Linked DNA regions of Hordeum vulgare: region 1 is linked to region 2. A link is a contact called in public Hi-C data. All regions are on one chromosome and are shown on one strand. The core of a region is the stretch at or near the end of the contact, and the rest is flanking DNA. Distances in the headings are between cores, read along the strand shown. Region 1 holds the start of LOC123434965. Region 2 holds the start of LOC123434916 (mitochondrial inner membrane protein OXA1-like).

Region 1 (5,772 bases), core at 3,239-5,738, 470 kb after region 2:
GACGAAAGTTGCGCTGCAGAACAGAAACTGCATAATTTGAAAAATAAACATTCGCGGGCGAAATTGGAACCACGGTCATGATCATAGAAACTACATTCAGTACTAGAGGGGGGGCATCACCTAGTGGAGCTCATCGGAGCTCACCAGAGCTACTACCTATCCTACCGCACTACGCAAAATGGAGCTCACCGGAGTCGAGCTCGTGCAGTAGTAGATATCCTACATTCAGTAGTCGTCCTCGTCATCCTCGTCGGAGGAGAGCTCGACGTAGATGCGCTTCTGCGCAGTCGCTTCGTGGAGCCACTCCTCCACCTTGTGGCCGAAGGCGATGGCCGACAAGACACCCTGCTCGTAGAGCACGATGTCGATCTCCTCCTCCCTCCGGGGGCGCTGCTCGTCCTCTTCCGCCTCTCGTGCACTCCGCGCCAGCAGCACGGGCAGGAGGCTATCTGCCTCTGCCGGAGGGAGGAAATCCTCTGGTCCGACGACGGCCCCGACACGTCGCTCCAGCACCGCTTCGGCCTCCGGCTCCATCTTCACCGACGGGAGCTCTTCGAGCTCCCTCTTCATCGGTGGGAGGGAGGAGGACGAGCGCGAGCTCGACGCCTCGAATGAGCTGCTGCCGGAGAAGAGGCGGCCGCGGGCGCGGTCGTACTCCTCTGTCTCGCGACGGAGGAGCGACGGCGACGGCGTCAGGCCCCACCGCGTGTACCGGCGGGCGGCGCGCTTACGGGCGGCGTCGGATCTAACGCAACGAGCCCTCTCGGGGTCGTCGTTCCTACAGCTACCGGAGCTGGCCATCAAGGGCGGTGGATTGGAGCGGCTACGCGGCGGAATGGAGGCGCGCGACGGCGGATTGGAGGCGCCTGTGGTGAGGTGGGGGGCTTTTCGCGGCGGCGGAGGGATAGGGTTTCGACCCGCATCGAGCGGTCGAACACGCAGTTATACCGGTCGAGCGATCGCGTTTACGGGCCATCGCAAAAAATTTACGAGTCGGACCGCATTTGCAGTGTCTGCTCTGGCAGAAAAACCAGACCAAACCTGTATAGTCGTCGGATTTTTTACGGGCCGACCGTTTTGCGATGTTCGCTAGACCGGAAGGTTACGTCCTCATCCTCACACTGGCCATTAGCCTACAGGCTCTCTCAACAATCGACAGGTCACCATTTGGGGTTGGTGAGAAGATTTCAGAAAGGTACTTTGACATGAGATGCCAAAGAGAAGAGAAAGTGAGATTAATTGTGCATTAGTCTGTTTCTCCATTCACACTTCTTCGCCAACTCTAACTACAAATCTAATGGATGACGTTCTCCTCCAAAAAGGAGTGTTGGTAGACAGAATAGATTCTTGGTGGTACCACTCCTCCATAGAAAACAACGGATGCTTTTGTGAAAAAATGGTCATATATGTCACACCCACGTAAATAAAGAAACTTCATTTTTATTCTAATAATGGTGGTTGCCCCGGCCTATGCATCATCATGATGCATGCATCCATTTTATATTAAAAATTTAAAGTGTGAATAAATCATGAAAACAGAAAAGAGGGGGATGATGGTTAAAACACGACCACAACAAGTCAAAAATGAGATTACATGATTCGAACACATAATCTACTACTGACTCGGTGGCCAAATCGAGTGAATAATCCCCGTGCGAACGTCTTCAAACGGCTGCATCCAAAGGCCTTGTTATACTGAGCGTCCACACATTGAAGGAATGTGCATGTATGAATCGACAACATAGCCTTGATGATAAACTGCAACGTTTTTGGTATAAATGATTTGTTAAAGACGCGGTCGTTTCTTCCAAATAGCTCATAGAAGGGCACAAGCTCCAACACAGAGGTTTCCGTTAGTTTTGAATGGATAACGCCCAGCCAATGGTCAAATAAATTTGTTTACTCGTTGTTGAAGACAAATTATGCGCAACATGAATCGTGCGTCAAATCAAGGTTGTGAAAGGGCAAGATAGAAAAAGATGATGTGTTTTCTATCACAGAAGCAACCTTTTTTACTACCCTGCCAGTCTCGTTTTGCTGTATATCGTTAATAAGAATTATCTGCGTGAACCACATGAAAACTTTAATTCTAGTGACAATCTTAATTTTTCGTATGTGTTGTGTGTGAAAAATAGGTCCAGTACTAATGAGGTCCACGTGGCCTTTATAGTGCCAACACTATTACTTCCTCCGTCCCATAATATAAAAATATATTAATATTAACATAATGTTTAGAACGCTTTTATATTATGAAACGGAGGGAGTATTATTCAGCCATCATTTACTGGAAAGGCCAATGTACATGAAAGAATTGTCGGGAGAGTATATCTAGCAATTTGATACTACAAAGACAGTATTTAGCAATTTGGATGATTGTCTTTTTTTAGCAAAATTTGGATAATTGTCGGGAGAGTAGAATTGGGGCAGCGATTTGGCGATTGCGGAGAGAGTATGCTTTCAAATTTTACCATAGACTACTATAGGGCCGGTTGTTGCGTAAGTGACCTTCTCGAGCTCGGTTATGAACAATAATTCCAAATTAATAATAAATAAATAATATGTTTTTTTGGCGAACTTTGACCAGTGTTTTCAATGCTTGCAAAACTTCATCATCGAATGACATTCATGAAAGCCGTGGAAAAAAAATCTGCAGCCCAGAATGCTTTTAAAAATAATGTTTTTGGAGCATCAATTTTGTTTTCCTGCCACGTCTTTCAAAAATGGCATTTCATGATGAAATTTGCGAGCAATCAAAAAAACATTTGCCAATGTTTGGTCTGTTTTTCCTTCATTTTTTTGGATTTATAATTCAGCAGAGCTCATATGAGCTCCAGCTCAAATAATCCGCGTCCCAGTAGTTGCCTTCTTTGGCTTCTTTGTGTTAAACCATCTCTTATAATTAATTAAAAAGGCACTCTTTCGGCATGAGCAGTAAGCTATCTGAAATCATATGATAAATAACTTAATAAAATAAGGCAAATCCTTCGCATTTATTTTGGAATTTTTAATTAAATTTGTAGAAATAATATGGTTGCAAACATACAATTCATTTCAATATTATACAAGTACTATTCTGGGATTGCCTTGCACTTGTAAGCTTGATTTTAGCACATGTTTCTTCGTGTAAATAACATAGGAAGGATAAGCAGCTAGCTGCTAACCAAGTCTAAAGAGAGATCCTAGCAAAGCAACCAGATGGGAGGAGTGGTGCACCTTGACCACCACACAATGTGCATTGACAAATTATTGTGAAACACACCGAACTTCTGAAACAAGTCTTTACCTACCAAGAACACTACCGACCCAGAAGGCCATCGTCATCCCCTCATTGGCCATGCTCGACAGGTCGCCATTGTTGGGGTTGGTGAGAAGATTCCAGAAAGGTGGGTACGTACTTTGACATGAGCTGACAGGGTGAAGAGAAGATTGTGTTGGTTCGTTTTCTCCATTCACACTTCTTCACCAACTCCAACCGCAAATTTGATGGAATATGTTCTCCTGAAAACGGAGGCAGGAGAGACAAGAATAGAGTTTTGGTGGTGGCGCCATTCATCATGGAGAGCAACAGTGCGTGTAAACTTTTTGTAAGACATCATCACCTATGTCACACCTATACAAATAAAAGAGAGCCATATTAAAGATCCGTGTACGACTTTCCAATTGTACATACTCCACCCCTTTCAAAAAACTTGTCTTAGATTGTGTAGATATGAATCTATCTAGTCACGTTTTAGTATTTTGATACAATCATTTTTAGACAAACCTAATACAAGAATTTTGAGACAAAAGGAGTATAAGTCTTTTTAGAGATTTTACTATGAAGTACATACTGATGTATAGAGACATATTTTAGAGTATATAGATTCATTTGTTTTGTTTTGTATGTAGTCTACAATGAAATTTTTAAAAGACTTATATTTAAAAACAGAGGGTGTAGATCATCGCCGGTCTCATGGTCCACTTGCATCCACAGGTTATTCGGTTCAAGACCTCAGTATTTTGACCACCATTAGTACAAAATGAGTATTAGCCCAAACCTAATCTATGGAGGTATGTTACATCACCCACCCACGCACACACACAGACACGAGATTGTTTAGGAGAGTTGTTGGTAATATTGCCTCCTACATTTTGTAGGATGAGTTTTTACGAAAAAACTTTTAATCTATTCATCAATTGTTAAGATAGTGCAAAGAACATCAGAAATAAAAATTATATCCAGTTTGTACACAACCTAGCGACGATTGCATAATAATGAATTCATGTCCTAAAAATTTCTTCAGCACCCGCGCAACCTTCCGGAGTATGGATAAAAGTTCTTATTCTTTATTAAAAATCCTCTATTTGTCCTCCAAATAATATTTTGTGCCCAAAAAAGCTTCAAGGAAAAGGACTCCTACCTGTGAGGTGTGCTTGGGAAGACCCCTTGAGTGAAAATTTGTGGTAGGTGAAGAGGGTTTTGCTAGGGATAATAATGCATACACATATGTACAAGGGCGTTGGTAGGTCGTGCCCTGGCCTCCACTACCTACGTACTGCATTTTCTTTCAGCAAAGTGTCACCACTATTCAGCTAGCACCAGCACTAGCTTGGGCCAATACCCAACATATTAAGCAGTCCTCCTCCTGCTCCAACAACGCCACACATCCTACTCCATTTCGATAAGGACCCCCAAAGCTCCAGCTCCTGCCGCCTCCCCTCCAATGGCGGCTGCCGCTGCTGCTTCCACAGGTAACAATGGCGCAAAGAAAACTGAGGGGAAACGATAAGGCAGCAGTTTTGGTGATCAGAGTCAGACGAATGCATGCATGCATGCACACGTTGCCGTGTACTGCTACGTGTGGTGTGGTATATTAACCAGTTGTGCGTCCATGGTGTGCAGGGAACGGGAGCCCGCCGGTGGGTCTGCTGGTGCTCATGGTGCTGGCATTGGCGGCCGGGTGGTTCGCGAACGCCGTCCGCCCGCCGCCGCCGACGCCGTGCGGGGCACCGGGCGGGCCTCCGGTGACGGCGCCGAGGGCGCGGATGCGCGACGGGCGGTTCCTGGCGTACGCCGAGTCCGGCGTGAGCCGGGACGGCGCGCGGTTCAAGGTCGTCTACTCGCACGGCTTCTCCGGCGGCCGCATGGACTCGCCCCGCGCCTCGCAGGCGCTGCTGGAGGAGCTTGGGGTGTACATGGTGGCGTTCGACCGCGCCGGCTACGGCGAGAGCGACCCCGACCCTCGCCGGTCGCTCCAGAGCGCGGCGCTCGACATCAGGGACCTCGCCGACGCGCTGGACCTCGGTGACAAGTTCCACCTCGTCTGCTCCTCCCTCGGCTGCCACGCCGGCTGGGCCTCCGTCAAGTACATCCCGCACAGGCTGGCCGGGGTGGCGATGATGGCGCCGGTGATCAACTACCGGTGGTCGGGGCTGCCCCGGGGGCTGGCGCGGCAGCTGTACCGGCGGCAGCCGCGGGGCGACCAGTGGTCGCTCCGCGTCGCCTACTACGCGCCGTGGCTGCTGCACTGGTGGATGAGCCAGCCATGGCTGCCCACCTCCACCGTCGTCAGCGGCTCCGGCTCCTTCCCCAACGCCCTCGACGAGAAGAACCGCCTCATGGCCCTCTCCACCGGAATGTTCCAAAAGGTTCGTTCGTCGTCCCTTCCCTCAGCTCCCCCATTGTCGATCTCGATCCAAGACCCGGCGATATAACCCAGACGCGACGATCGTGCGCTTTGCTTTGCGCAGAGGGCACAGGCGGCGACGCAGCAGGGGGTGCAGGAGTCCTTC
Region 2 (5,607 bases), core at 120-2,619:
TAACCTGATTAATTTTGCCTACTCCCTTCGGTTCATATTATTTGTCTTGGATTTGTCTAGATACCTTTTTTTAAAATGGGTCCTCTAACATGAAGGAAAAAAGTCAGCTAAGCCACACTTCATCTGGTTCCAGGAGTAGAGTAGGTGGCTAATACCAGAGAGGAATAGGCAGCATACTGACGTATTCATCATGTGCTGGCTTAGGTATGGCGAGATCTCTTGACCTTCATTGTCTTATTGACACCATGTTTTGTAAGGAAAATTTCATCAACACTGATGATATTGTACGTTCTTCTCAGTTTCATTGAAAAGGAACCGGGAGTAACAACATTTGGTTTTTGAAAACACCGATGACTTTACAGTGCTTCTATGAAGAAAAATAATTGGATATCAAGTCTAGATCTGTCATTTTGTGTCATTTTTATGTTTTTGTCAAGAAAACACTGATGGCGTCTGCCATGACTTGAATTTTAAATAGTGACGGATTATGTGTAAATCTCCCATTTAGGACAGTAAAACTGCACCTAAAGCGAGCTCTCTCACGCTCCCAACATTAACGACCGTCAGATTTTGTTTTTAATCATTTCTGGCCGTCAGATAATCGTTTCAGCACTTGATTACCGCGACTTGGGCCGCATGTCCTAAGGGGCTGCTACTCTCGCGATTTTTTGAAGGCCTGTGGTTAATTGGGCTTTGGATGGGCTGGTATGATAGCCCATCTGTGTACGCGCTGTAGGGCTCGATTGATCCAGACGAGGCAACGACGCGAGCGGTGTATTCCAGACGAGGCAACGACGCGGGTGGTGTGATCTAGACGCCAAATTTTCCAAAAAATAAAACAAAAAAATTGCATCAAAATAAAGATCGCAAACCACAAGAAAATAATTAATGTAATACAAATATATCTTAAGCGATTACGATCCTACATAAATATACATAATTAAACCCTCACTAAAAACGTTCAACATACACATCAATACACAAAAACTGCTGCTGCAAAAGTATTAATACCTATACAGGCCCCTATCAGCCTAATTTAAATATTACACACAAATAAGAAAATTACTATTATGTGGCCCATAACACCACAAATTTTTTTAAAAATAAAACAAATAAAATGCAACAAAATAAACATCGCAAACCATAAAATAATAATTACTGTTATACAAATATATCAATAATAATTTCATCCTAAATTCATAATAGACGGGCGCGGCAACGCGCGCCTTTCATGATCTAGTTTTTTTTTATAATCCATTTTGATTTATTGGCGCAATCTAGTAACAGTTGATGGGCCAGGCCCGCACATCTGACCCACGACGTTGTACCGAAAAGCCCACAACAAACACCTGGAGACGAAAGCCCACGCTGGACTCCTTGGTCATCCCATTCCCCTTGCTCCCGCCGTCGTCTCGGCTCCGCCGCCCTCCTCTCCGAGCGCCGCCTCCCACCCCACCAAACCCCATGGCGTTCGCTGCGCGGAGGAGCCTCGCTTCCCGCTTCTCCCGCCACCTTAACCGCGGCTTCCAATCACCAGTCCCGCACCTGACCTCCTTCCGCTCCAACGACGACGATCCCCCGAGCCCCTCCTCGCAGCCACTGCCACTCCCGTCATTCCGCTCCCCGGCCCCGCCCGCTTCCAGAGCGGCCCAAACCCTAAACCACCTCCTCCCCTTCTCTCTCCACCACTCGGGGCTACCCCGCCGCGGCTTCTCCTCCTCCGCCCCCGCCCCGGACCCACCCGGGGACGTTGATGTTGCTGCGAGCGTGCTTGTCGACGCCGCGGATGCGGTGGCTGCGTCGGTGCCGGCGCCGTTCCCGGGGGAGGTGGCAGCCGCCGCCACCGACTCCTTCTTCCCCGTCGCCGCGCTGCAGCACGTCATTGATACCATACATACCTTCACCGGGCTCAACTGGTAAGCTTAGCGATCTGTTTCCTTGTGTCGTGTGCTCGGTTTGCTCATATTCGCCTCTCATGTGGGATTTGGACTGGTGGTCAGGTGGGCTTGTATCGCGTTAACGACGGTGCTGATCCGGACCGCGACGATACCATTGCTGGTTAGCCAGCTGAAGTCCTCCCAGAAGCTAAATGTAAAGTGCCCTCGGTCTGATTCCGCGTGCATTTTCTAGCCCTTTTATTTGCTTCATGTGCTAGTGTACGTGTGGGTCAAAACCCTTGCAGATCTAAGTGTAAGGCTGCTTGCAGTTGGTGAACTGTGCTTTGCTTTGCTTATTTATAATCTGCTGCAGGAAAATAGCGAACTAGAGATAAGTTGGTTAAACAAACACCAAAATAGACAAAAGCTGGTTGGATAAGCTGGGTTATATCATAGTCCACCCCAATGTCCTAACTAGTGTCATTGGGGGAACATGTAATCACTGTCTTCCCTACATGACCAGACTACCAGATAAACACATGAGCAGTTGAGTTGTTGTAGCAGAGCGGTGAGGTGGTTAACTACCTCTCATGTAAATATTTGTGTTTTTCTGTTGTGCGAATTACTTGTTATTCATGCACATATAGTTCCCCAGTTCAGTTCCAAATCCTGCTTTACTATGAGATTTTTGGGTGTTACCAAGTACATAATCATGGTACTCAGTCTTGAAACCTTATCTTTACCACATGAAATCATATAGTGATGCAATTTGATGCAGTGCTGGTCCCTTCTGTCCAAAACACCTTCCCCTTGCACCGCGCTAATCTGTTTTTTTTTTTTTACTTTTTCTGTTTGTTTGTAATTTTGACTCTTTGTAGTATTTAAAATAGGCGCGTGCTAGGTGCCGGTCGGCCGGCCAAAATTTGGGCCGGTCGTCGTGCATCTGTTGTATGGAAACGTGTGCGGCTGTCCGATTTTGCCATCCACCTCTGCGCTTGCTGTAGACGCCAGACACTCCTTGCAGCAACGCTCGCGCACTGCCGGCAGCTCGTAGCAGCGTTTCCCCATTGACATGCTCTCTTGTGCCCCCCCTTCGGTTGCAGCTTTCCCATCGACGACCCACAACACCTTGCTCCACCATAGGCGGGTGTAGTGCTGCCTTTCAACAGTTGCAGTTGCTGTCAAGATGGTCGCAACTCCCACCGTGAGCGGTTGTAGCACGGTTAGTCGTTGGTTCCAGAAAAAATGACTGTGTCGTTCCAGCACCCCAAATCGCCAGTTCCAACATACTGAATAGCCGGTTCCAGCAACCAGAGATGCCGGTTGCAGCAAACGTCGTGGCGCATGGTCGTCGTCGTCGTAGCTTGCGGGCACCAAGGATGCAGCTTCTCACCATAGGCGGTTGCCAGTTCCAGCATCAGGAGTCTCCGATTGCAACATCCTCCACCACCGGCCCAATCACATCTACACCGGGCGCCGATCACATTTCCCCGCGCGTCGGTTGCAGCTTTCCCAACGACGGTTGGAGCTTCTGGCTCACCTGGTTGCAACTTCTAGGGGGTCGATGGTCACGGCAGCCCAGTGCGCCGTTTGTAGCTTCCTCATGCGCTGGTTGCAGCTTCCAGGGTCTCCGGTCACGGTGGCTCAGGCGTCGGTCGCAAAAGGAGGAGGGCGGACATGCCTTCGATGGCAGGGAGCAGGTGGGTGCTATTCTGCCTAAGAGAGAGATGGTGCGAGAGGAGGGGGATTGGGGGGAGAAGAGGACACACGTGAGGGGATAGGAAGATCGTCGTCGGTGGGCGGGGCCCATATAGGAGGCATGGCTCTCACGCCTGGGCTTGACCATCAAAGGCATGCGTGCGAGGCGACCAACCAATCTGTCGGCGTGTGCTGTTATGAAAGCAACTTGTATTACTAGGAGGCCAAAGGCACCATATATATGATGTACATGAGGATGCCAAAAGGCAAGGATACAAAAGGCCTAAGACCATCATCAATATAACTCTAACACCCCGCCTCAAACTCATGGTGGATCCACAACACTGAGTTTGGACAGGTGAAATCTATGTTGGGCTCTAGTTTGCGCCTTCGTGAAGAAATCCGCTAGGTGTAACTTGGAAGGCACATACTGAAGAGTAATAACATGATCCTGCACAACAACGCCCACTTAGAAAGCATCAACACCAATATGCTTGGTAAGCTCATGCTTCACGGGATCCCATGCAATACTGATAGCACCTATACTATCGGACAAGAGGGTGGTAGGTGTAGTAACAGAAACACCAAATCCTCCAGTACCCATGGTAACCAAGTCACCTCTGCTGTTAGAAGAGCCATAGCTCTCAGCTTGGCCTCTGCACTTCAACAAGAAACCGTAGTCTGTTTCTTCGTCTTCCAGGCAATGAGAGAACCACCAAGGAGAACATAGTAAGCAGAAAGTGAACGACCATCCAAAGGATCACTGACCCATGTAGCGTCTGAATAGGCCAGGAGTTGTAACGAGCTGGAACACGGAAAAAAGAGACGATGAGAGATCGTGCCACGAAGATATCGTAGAACACGAAGAAGGTGACTATAGTGAACTGAAGTGAGAGCAGAAACAAACTGACTCAGAATATGGACATGATAGGAGATATTTGGACGAGTGACAACAAGACAGACAAGACTCCCAACAAGATAGACAAGACTCCCAACAAGATGATGATAATGTGCCGGATTAGACAAGAGCTCACCATCAGAAGCACAAAGGTTAACATTGAGCTCCATAGGAGTCTCAGCAGTGCGCTCGTCACTAAGAGCCGCACGACCAAGAAGATCCTGGATATACCTTTCTTGGGAAACAGAAACCCATCGGAGGTGGAGGAAACCTCAATCCCAAGAAAGTAACGAAGAGGACCAAGATCAGACATATGAAACCTCTCACTGAGACGGGCCTTGACAATGGCAATGTACTCAGAATCGTCGCTAGTGATGATCATGTCATCAAAATGTAGAAGAAGAAGAGTGCGACCACGACAAAAAAGCTGGATAAACAACGTTGGATCACGAGCACTGGGCGAAAAAACAGCTGCAGTGACCACAGAGGCAAAATGCTCAAACCAAGCACGGGGGGCTTGCTTAAGGCCACATAGAGAGCGACGAAGACGACAAACCATACCGAAACTGAATACCAAGGTGGTGGCTGCATATAAACTTCCTCATGCAACTCACCATTAAGAAATACATTCTTAACTTGAAACTGAGACACGGACCACTGACGAACAGAGGCCACGACGAGAACTGTGCGGAAAGTGGTCATATGGGCCACAGGAGCAAAAGTCTCATCGTAATCACGACCATGCTCCTGCTGAAAGCCACCAGCCACAAGACCAGCTTTACAACGCTCAAGAGAACCATCAGAGCGAGTCTTAATCTTATAGACCCACTTACAAGTGATGGGACGAACACGGGGACGAAGAGAAACAAGGTTCCATGTGCCAGTGTGCTCAAGGGCAACAATCTCCTCTGCCATTGCAAACTGCCATTCAAGATGAACAATAGCATCTTGATAGGAAGTCGGCTCAAGAACGGTCTAAAGACCATAGTGAGAAGGAGAATATCGATCAAGGGTTGGACAAGCCCGAGAACGAAGACCATAAGTTGGGTGAGAGGAGGAAGACAACACACCAGAAATAGAGGGCGCATCAGTAGACTCACCCACAACACGTGAACGACGAGTGTAATGGAGAGG

Evidence for each region. A called contact is a pair of places that touch in the nucleus more often than the background predicts.
Region 1: a Hi-C map of leaf shows a contact between it and region 2, with 5 times the contacts expected there. The contact joins the promoter of LOC123434965 here to the promoter of LOC123434916 in region 2. A contact is called at or near these places in 4 of 6 Hi-C or Micro-C datasets (leaf and seedling) and 1 of 1 datasets of contacts at active chromatin or transcription factors (embryo).

The regions. Positions count from the first base shown.
Region 1 is chr1H:341,207,196-341,212,967 of MorexV3_pseudomolecules_assembly, forward strand. LOC123434965 reads left to right here and starts at 4,489. Exons shown (of 3, transcript XM_045115545.1): 1 at 4,489-4,731; 2 at 4,883-5,628; 3 at 5,731-5,772. The coding sequence starts at 4,704.
Region 2 is chr1H:340,743,426-340,749,032 of MorexV3_pseudomolecules_assembly, forward strand. It overlaps LOC123434916 (mitochondrial inner membrane protein OXA1-like), which reads left to right and starts at 1,370. Exons shown (of 9, transcript XM_045115542.1): 1 at 1,370-1,916; 2 at 2,001-2,091. The coding sequence starts at 1,465.